Regions from separate parts of the Rattus norvegicus genome. Here regions 1 and 3 are each linked to region 2. Evidence: chromatin contacts called from public Hi-C data. All regions are on one chromosome and are shown on one strand. The core of a region is the stretch at or near the end of the contact, and the rest is flanking DNA. Distances in the headings are between cores, read along the strand shown. Region 1 overlaps Arhgap28 (Rho GTPase activating protein 28). Region 2 has its middle 120 kb from the start of L3mbtl4. Region 3 holds the start of Arhgap28 (Rho GTPase activating protein 28).

What was found. Hi-C and Micro-C count contacts between places; a contact is called where the count stands out from the background.
Region 1: a contact with region 2 is called in a Hi-C map of Schwann cells, with 5 times the contacts expected there. The contact joins two enhancer-like sites. A contact is called at or near these places in 2 of 12 Hi-C or Micro-C datasets (Schwann cells and mammary epithelial cells).
Region 3: a contact with region 2 is called in a Hi-C map of Schwann cells, with 5 times the contacts expected there. The contact joins the promoter of Arhgap28 here to the enhancer-like site in region 2. A contact is called at or near these places in 2 of 12 Hi-C or Micro-C datasets (Schwann cells and mammary epithelial cells).

Annotation. Positions count from the first base shown.
Region 1 is chr9:115,414,537-115,417,577 of GRCr8, reverse strand. All of the region lies in intron 1 of Arhgap28 (Rho GTPase activating protein 28), which reads left to right. Among named protein-coding and RNA genes, the nearest start is that of Arhgap28, 29 kb to the left of the region's middle. Within about 2 kb of position 1,272, at least 1 of the 93 cell types and tissues checked has an H3K27ac peak or open chromatin away from gene starts, as enhancers often do. A contact at or near this core is called in Schwann cells, where this site is marked.
Region 2 is chr9:115,616,131-115,618,995 of GRCr8, reverse strand. No RefSeq gene overlaps it. Among named protein-coding and RNA genes, the nearest start is that of L3mbtl4, 120 kb to the left of the region's middle. Within about 2 kb of position 1,290, at least 6 of the 93 cell types and tissues checked have an H3K27ac peak or open chromatin away from gene starts, as enhancers often do. A contact at or near this core is called in Schwann cells, where this site is marked.
Region 3 is chr9:115,443,263-115,446,164 of GRCr8, reverse strand. Arhgap28 (Rho GTPase activating protein 28) reads left to right here and starts at 1,501. Exons shown (of 18, transcript NM_001191815.1): 1 at 1,501-1,616. The coding sequence starts at 1,501.

The DNA of each region.
Region 1 (3,041 bases), core at 23-2,522, 200 kb after region 2:
AACGTAATTTTAAAGACTGGAACTTGACAGCTACAGAAACTGCGCAAAAATAAAATCGTTGCCACCAGAACAGAGAGAAGCAGGATGCTCTGTGTCCACTGGGTTGGGGAGAAGAAATGTCCTTCTGTTCCTGGGCAAACACAAACTGGTTCCTTAGCGGGCGCTCTGACTACTCAGGGGACTTGGAGCCCTGCCCCCGACAGCATCTTAAATCTCAAAATACAATAGCGCCGACTCTTGTAATTTTGCAAATCACAACATTTACCCTGTAATTTTCTTTTCTGATGTTAGTTTGATTTTTCTGTCCTTGAAGTTTCCTAAGGTTATGAACATAACAGCCAATTTCTAAGACAAGAAGCAAATTTTCTTATTACAAGAAGAAGCAAACTCCTTCCATTTTTGAAGTCTTGCCTACAGAGCTAAAAGAAAAAAAAAAAACAAAAAACAAAAAAACCAAACCCAGGCATCTTGAAAATCCAACTTCATAAATGAGTGTTTAATTAGAAAGGAAAGAGAGCTATATTTGGAGAACAGACCAATTTGATTATATTTAAGTATTAAACAGATTAATTTCCAGGGTGGCCATTCTTTATTATACGCCTTTCATTGACATGAGATTGTATTAAGAATTTAATTTTAGCTTGCTCTACAAATTGGCCGATGCCCATTCACCCTTGGTAGACTAATAACATTTCTGCTCAGCCGTGGTTTGGATTAATCCTCATTACTGGTCTTAGAGAAAGACCATGCGGGTAGCCAGATGGCAGCCTCTTCTTCGAGTTATAGGATCACAATGTATGGGATTGCCTCAGCAGAGCATAAGGCTACTGTGAAGTCTTCAGGGCTGCCTCTAAGCTGCTAAGGGAGACACAGCTCCCTGCCCTTGCAGATTCCACCACGGGCGTCTCACTGTTGACAGAGCACTGATGCTCAACTCCATCCATTGCTCACCAACCCCTTCTTGGTCCTATTGGTCCTGGTCTCAAGCTTGGTCCCCTCAGATTGTGCTGCCTACACTGGAGGTCATGTGTGGCTTTAGGAAAATCGAGACTGTGCAGTGTTGTAAAGATCCCAGGCTCAGCAAAAGCAGCAATTGTTCAACCCTGTGTGAGCCTCCGTATGAGGAGGATTATGGAAGGGGATTCTAGAAATAGAATCGGTTCTAGAAATTTCTCAAGGTCAGCTCTTAGACTGGAATTATGGTGTGGTGACATGACAGGATTTTCCTCCTCTCAGGGAGTGTAGACTCATAACAAAGAAGTCCCTTGTTCCTCTTAGCCCTGCAACATGGTCACAGTTTAGGAATGCAGAAGTTAAGCCTGTGAGAAATTAGGTCAGTGTCATAGGGCCAGGTGACTTAAACAAAAAAACCCACAACAACTTTATGTGCTTATAATCATTCTTTTCATTTAGTTTGGGGCTCGTTGACAATGCTTGTTTGTTTGTTATAAGGCAGGTCTTACCATGTAACTCTGACCAGCCTGGGATTTGATCCTTAGACCAGACCGGTCTCAGCCTCACAGATTGGCAGCCTCTGCCCCCTAGGTGCTGAGATTAAAGGTGTGTCCACCACGCCTACCACCAATGCAGTTAATTTTGTTATAGGCGACATCTGCAAAGGTTTCAGGTGATGTGGCACAGAGACTTTCCATCTCTCCTAACAGATCAACAGCTTTTGCTCTTACAGAGGTGCCAGTTGTCATTGCTCTGGGTGCAGACTGGGACTGGGAAGCGGAACAGAGAAATAAGGGAGCTTGTGGCATCTAGACACCCAGTCTGAAGTTGTAAGGAATCCTTGGAAGAGAATGTGAACATTTCCCATTGCCTTGTATATAATATCACAGTCATTAAAGCCTTACACATGACCAAGCACATGACCACGAGATGGAGGAGGGCCATTCTTCTTGCCTAAAAACAAACTCTGTGAAATTGGCCCTTTGGAACACGCATTGGGTCTGGGGGCTGTAGTCTATTTAGGTCTTCCGGTCTCATCAAATGCAGGACCACAGCAAGAACAGTGTTCTGTGAGGGCAGGATGGTAGCGAGTCTGTTTTGTGTTTAAATTTATGATTCATGCTTCAATGTCATGATGACCGCTTATAATTGAGCAAAATTTAAGTTTGTCCCATGGCTGACCAAGGTTTGAAGAACGTAACGTGTAACTTCAGTCTGAAGTCTAAGTCGAGACTGCTGTTTTAAAGTTGTTCTTAGTTAAGTGGATATTTTGCTTATACCCCCTCCCCCTCCCCCTCCCCCTCTCCTCTTTTTTTTTTTTTTTTTTTGTTTCAGAAAGCTTTATTTTTACTTGGTCCAAGGCTTGGGAGAGCTCCAGGGCGGTTACAGAGCTGCCTAGTAGCTTGAGAGGTTCATTCTGGTGAAGGTCCTGAGGCGGCCGGTGCAGAGCAGAGGAGGGAACCCTTTGGAAGGCTCAGAGGCCTCCTAGTCATGCTTGAGAGTGAGGCACTCAAAGAGATGCTCGCCCAGAGATGCTGGGGCACACCTATTGTAGCCCTGCCAGCCTCTGGTTGTTGGCCCAGGCGGTTGCCCATCTTCGTGATGAGCTTCACCTCCTTATCCAGGAAGTGGCTTTCCAGGAAGTCACAGAGATGAGGGCCGGTGGGGCAGAACCCAGGGCATGCAGATCCAAGAGGGCCTGGTTCAGGTTCTTCTCCAGGGCCAAGGCAGCCTCCCTAGCCTCCTGGGTTTTACCCCATACATCTTGAGATGATTTCTGCACATCCTGGAAGAGCACGGCCCCCACAATCATTCTGCAACTTGGGGAGACCCTCGGTGCCCTCGCCTTCTCCTCAGCCAATTTGGGGAAGAAGTGGCCTATGCCCTCCAAAGCCACATCATCCCCATCAGAAAAGAAGCCCAGGGAGAGGGAGGTGTAGGAGGCCCGCAGGTGCAAGCTGACCAGGCAGTTCACCGCGGCTTCCACTTCGGTGGAATAATCCTGACGAATCTGAGAGGTCATGGCTGATCCGGAGTATGGGGCTAACCTCGAGGACGGTACTGGCTGGTCCTAGGAGCCGAAGGCA
Region 2 (2,865 bases), core at 41-2,540:
GTCAAAAGAATGGAGAAGAGTGGAGTCTTTGTGGGTGCTCTATACCTGCCCCGTCCTTGGCCTTGAAGGACCATGGAAGCTACTGCTCGCCATCCAGGCCAGGGATCTATCGGATGCTGAAGGCCACATGAGCAGGAAGCAACAGGCAAGCCTCAGAATAAGCCACCTTGTGTCCGGGAATCCCACAGGCCTGACTGTGACACTTGGTTTGTATTTCTAGTTAGTTCCAGGATCTGAGGGAATGTTCTGTGCCAGACCTCAGTTTCCCTGCCATATCTGTCAAAGCGTCAAGAGCTCCTCCTCCTTTAGAGGGCACAGTGACCAGGGAATGTCTGTCAGAGGAGCCTCTTGTATGTAGAAGGGACTTCATAAACGACTTGCATAGAATTCTCCCAATTTCCCCTATTCTCAAAGGCATCCATCCCCATACACGGATCACAGTAAATAAAATAAGCAAAACACACACACACACACACACACACACATACACACACACACACACACACACACACACACACACACACAAAATCTGATCATGTTTTCCCTCCCAGTGAATAAGAATAGTTCTTGATGGTCAAAGTTTTAGGAAGATTATAATTGTGGATGTGACACCATGGGTCGTAACTGTCGGTTCTATACAATTCTGTGCTGTGCTTGTGGGTGTGAACGCACAACTGAGGGGTTGCCGGGAGGATGTAGCTCTTTGCTCTGTTTTCTTTCTATGCAATGGCTTTCACTCTCTGATTTTGCCTTCAGAACTCACACCTGGCAAAACAGCTTGAAGAAAAAAGCAGGAGAAAGAAAAGTGATGTCAGCACTCAAGCACGGGGACGCTCGATAAGGAGAGAGGCCTCTGTTAGAGCGGGCACTGGACGCTCAGAATTAGATGATGTTTAAAACTTTCCTTCCTGGTGAACGTTAATCTTCAAAGCGTGAAGGCACAATGGTGTGTTCCAGGAAAGACAATTACCGACATGACACTGAAGGGCTGTGAGCGGGAGGCTGTCCTGATGATGTCACGTTCAAGTTTCTCCTTCTTGGCAACACACTTTGTATCATTTCCCTGTGACGGACTATGAAGCCTCTCCTAAGCTGTCAACCCTCCGGGTCAGAAGCCACACTCTTTCATTGTAATCTCTTATAGCTGCACAGTACTCTCTTTGAAGATATTAGATAAACGTGGGGCTTTTAGCTTTCTGTTGGAAAAAATTCCGGCATACCAGTTAAGATATTTTCAGAGTTAGACACATCTGGGAGCTACATGGTCTCTTTCAGCAAACACTTCATTATGTATGACTCAGAGGAGGAAATCGTGCCTAAGCATTGAAGGGGCTGGAGGCAGAGCTCGCACAGGGAGTGAGGCTGAGAAGGTGGGTTTCTCCAGCGCTTTTGCACACACGAGTTTAATAAAATGTCATCTACACATAGTAGGTAAATTAAGTCAAAAGTAACTCCAGCTGTGTTGTTGAATCAGAATTAGTGCATAAGGGCTCCTTGCCCCCGGTACCATGGGAAAATGTTAGTAAGCTATCAGTCCTATTGGTGAGCAGATGCCAGTCAGTGAATGGCAAGCAACCTCTGATGCCAGATGATCAGCCAATGAATGTCAACCAATCAGATGTCAGTCAAGTGATGGAACCACAAACAAACCTTTGAGGTTCCCTTAGTGAAGTCCTGATGACCACCACCACCACCACCACCACCACCACCACCAACCAGCCCAGCTCCTCGGCAAGACAATCCTGGCTTTGGGCTGTCTCTTCTCCTTTAGTTTCTTCAGCCTAGAAACACATCTAAGTCAACATGGGCTCTCTGCTCAATGCCCTTGGATTTCCTGCCTCTCTACATTTCATTTCCCAGGAAAAGTTACTCATCCCCAGGGTCCAGCAGGCAGGGATACCACCTTGTCAAGGCCTCTCCACTGTTACAGCACATCTTCTGGGAAAGCATTTCGATAAGGGTATTTTGTGTCTCTTCCTCCGAGAACCCTGATGGGTTTGAGGGAAAGGAGACTTCTGAGTTGATCCTACTTCCTGGTCATGAAAAGTGTGTAGATATTTCACGTCACCTTGGAGTCATCAAGGTCTAGCTGACTAAAGTCTGTGGTAAGCAAGTAAAGAGAAGTAGCAAGGACTTCACTTTGTCACCTGGCCTGTCCCTTCCTAGAGTACCACACCTGTGGAGCCCCTCAGATGGGCTGGGGAACCTCTGTAAGCTGGCATGCTAGTAACCACGTATCAAGCATCTGGTGCGATTTCCGTAGTTTGACCTCCAGCAAGTATGAATCATTTCATCTGATATGTCACCGTTCTTCATGACGCCACTTAATGGGTTTCCAGATAACTATATGTATAAAAGTAAATTATTTTTTTCTTGTAACTGGTAAATCAGTACCCATCCCCAACCCCAACAGGCATTATTTGGTCATATGGAGGAGTGATTAAGGGAGGGTTGGTTTGCTAACATCGAGGGGCTGGGGAGGACTATTTTGAGGTTTTTGCTCTGTAAGCTTCTTGGAATCCTAAGGGCCATTTAACAGGAGGTCTGCAGGCTGAGGAAGAATGGCTGAATCAATGAATTCCTTGTATCTTTGGAAATGCAATAGCCTTCACTGTCTCTAAGAATCCATTTGTGCCGAGGGTTCGTATGTAAGTTCTTTTGTGTTTTCCCCATTAATTTCAAAGGAAACCATATGAATAAATGTTTTTAAATGTCTGACTGCAAAAATATAGCACAAGCTGTCACATCTGTCATCCATGTGAGTGACTAGGTTACTTTTCCAGCATGGGTTTGGCCACAGAGGAGGTTATGTATCACAATCAGGCATGTACAACTTGGTAAAAGTCCAGCCTCATAATTTGTCAT
Region 3 (2,902 bases), core at 252-2,751, 170 kb after region 2:
AATCATTCGGCCTGCCTGCAGCCTGATCTCACAGAGGCGTTTTCTTACTTGAGGCTCTCTTCCCTTCAGATGACCCGAGCTTGTGTCAAGTTGATATGTAAGTCTCCAGTACACCTTCCTTTCTGGAGTGTGTGCTACGAGAAACAAGAGGGGCTCTGGGGTATTAAAAAAAAAGGGCACCAGTCATTCCAGCATCTTGCAGCGGAGCAGAAAACACCGAGTTGCTGGAAAACAGTAATTTGATCTTGAGTTAGCCATGGGTTTTCCCCTCGAGATTTCTCCTTGGTGTTTCATTCTGAGAAGTTTCCTGGTTCTGGGCTTTGGGGGGAAAAACAGACCATGACTTAGTAGCAATCACTCAAGTGGATGCCAGAGCAAAGAAACACACAGGGCATGCATGGTCTGGGGAGTCTGCCCTCATCACAGAGCAGAATGAAATTGTTCCTGTAACAAAGCAAGAGCAATTTCTAGAAAGTGGCAGGGGGAGTGAGAGGTGGGGGAGGGAGCTTTGATGATCTCTAAGAGGTTTCACAGGGGACCCGGGGAGAGAATTTTGAAAGCAGTTCCAGCCAGAAACACAAGCAGGAGAAAGATTATATTGCACGTCCGGGTATGTTATATACATTTGTGGTGTGTGTGTGTGTGTGTGTGTGTTTATAACTTCTCCCCTAAAAAAGCCCCCCTGAAAAATACCATTCATTGAGCCCATGGCAATCAGGAGTAGTTTTCAGACAGTCTGGAAACGGTATCTGTCAGGGATCAGGACCGGGTGGAGGAAAGGGATGTTAGGAATGAGGTAAGAGTCTGGTTGTTGCAGTCTTGAGGGTATGGAAAGGAAGCTCAGTCTTGCACGTGCAGAGGGATGTCTTGGGCAGAAGGGAAATCAGATTCACCGACTAGCAAACGTCGGTGCCACCCAGTTCTTCAATTTCTGATTCGGATGTTTAAATGAGAGTGTCACATTTTCCTCTTTTCTTCCCCTGAGCACCCATTCCAGACCTAGCCTCTCTCCCTTTGCCTAAGGCATGGTTTCTGTCTCACTTCTGACTGCCAGGCAGGAAATGTTCCTAGCCATGGGATAAGCCTCCCGTTTGAAGGGGGCGAGGAGGAGGTTGAGAAGAGGAAAAGAGAAACAAAGGAAGAAAAACACAAACTTTACTAGAGCAGCTGGCTGGAGCCACAAGCGCCAGGCAGGTTTCCAGTTTCCTAAAAGCAGGGATCCGTGGGCGTGGCCCTCAGTGTATGCTAATCTGTCCACTGTACTCTGTGGGCGTGGCTCTTAGTTATGCTAATCTGTGTGCCTTGTTTTGTGGGCGTGGCCCTCAGTGTATGCTAATCTGCCGCTGTACTCTGTGGGCGTGGCCCTCGGGCGGGAGGGGCCGTCCTAGCCTCAGAGCCTTGGGGCGCCGGACGCTCGGGGCCGCTGACCCGTTCCCGGAGCTGGTCCTCGTTGGTCCGGGTCTTTGTTCTGGGTCGGCGCGGGGACATGCGCCGCTGAGGATGGAGGTGGAGGACTCGGGCGGCGTGGTGCTGACCGCCTACCACTCGCACGCGCGCTCGCAACCGCAGGGCGCGGAGCCACGCTGCGCGTCCCGGGCCGGCCATCCGCTCAGCAGGTACGGAGCGGCACCGCCGGCCGCGCGCGCGCGCGTCGGGCGGGGCGGGAAGGGGGCAGCGCTTAGGCAAGTTTTTGTGGAGTTGATAACTGAGACTGCTCTTTGTATGGTCCTGATTGGAGGTGAGAAATGGCCTGGGCGCAAGTCTGTGTGTGGCTGGCTGAGGCTAGCGGGGTACTTGTAGTCTTGAGGCAACTTTATGGAGAGTTAGACAAACATACCATTTCTGTGGCTCTCATCAGGTACTGGAGAAGTTTTAAAATATTACCCCAAACCAAACACAAACAGAATGGAAAGAAAAAAAAAGTTCTCGCAGATACTCGGATTAACTATTTGGAGCTAAAGTTTCTATCAAAAGGAAACCTCCCCTGACATAACAATTTCTCTTCTACTGTAAATACCCTCAATTGTGTAAATACAGTGATGTCATTATTTGTTGAGTGCTGGTGTCGACTGTATGCAGCCAACGCAATTCCTGTTTACTTCTTTGGGTGACCATGTGCATTTAGTAAACCGAATGTCAGTTGGAACCAAAGATGGATGGACAGAAATAATCCAAATGTGAGGTGGTTTGTTCTCTGGCATATTTAGGGGAAATTTATTTGCTATCCACTTTGACTATATGGTTTTATTTATTTATTTTGAAGCCTACACTAATGGCATCTTACGTCACTGTTATTTTCAATTACTTGTTTTTCCTCATACTCTTAACTTTATGTGATTATAATTACTGCTGTTTCCCAATTTAATTGATCTGTGACTATGTCACAGAATATGCTTTGGACGGTATCCATGATGAACCAATCACATTGGCTTAAGAACTACACTGGTCTTAGCTAACAAAGAAATTATTGTTTCTTCCAGAGAGAGCAGGTTGAGTCAAATCTCATTTTAAAACAGACAGTGAGAGATGGACCAGTTTCCTCCGGCAGCAGGAGTCATGCACATCATTTAAATGCCGCTTGAAGACACAGACTCTCCTTTGTGCTTTTGCGTGTAATTCTTTTAGAAGAAATTACCATCTTGAACCATTGTAGCTTACACTATGAGTGACTAAATAGATGGGGATTGGATGCAAACCAACACCGGTTTTCTAAATTCTTAAGTGGCTTGGGTGTAGCTGACTTCCTAGCAGCTGTTTGTGGACATCAGCCGGATAGCTGAAAGCAAATTGGAGAGAGACATTTTTTTTTATTAGCTTAGCATGTGGTCTTGTGGAATGGTAAGGCACGAGAGTAGGAGAACTGACTGTTACCGTAGCCAGCCCTTTATCATAAACCAGTTGG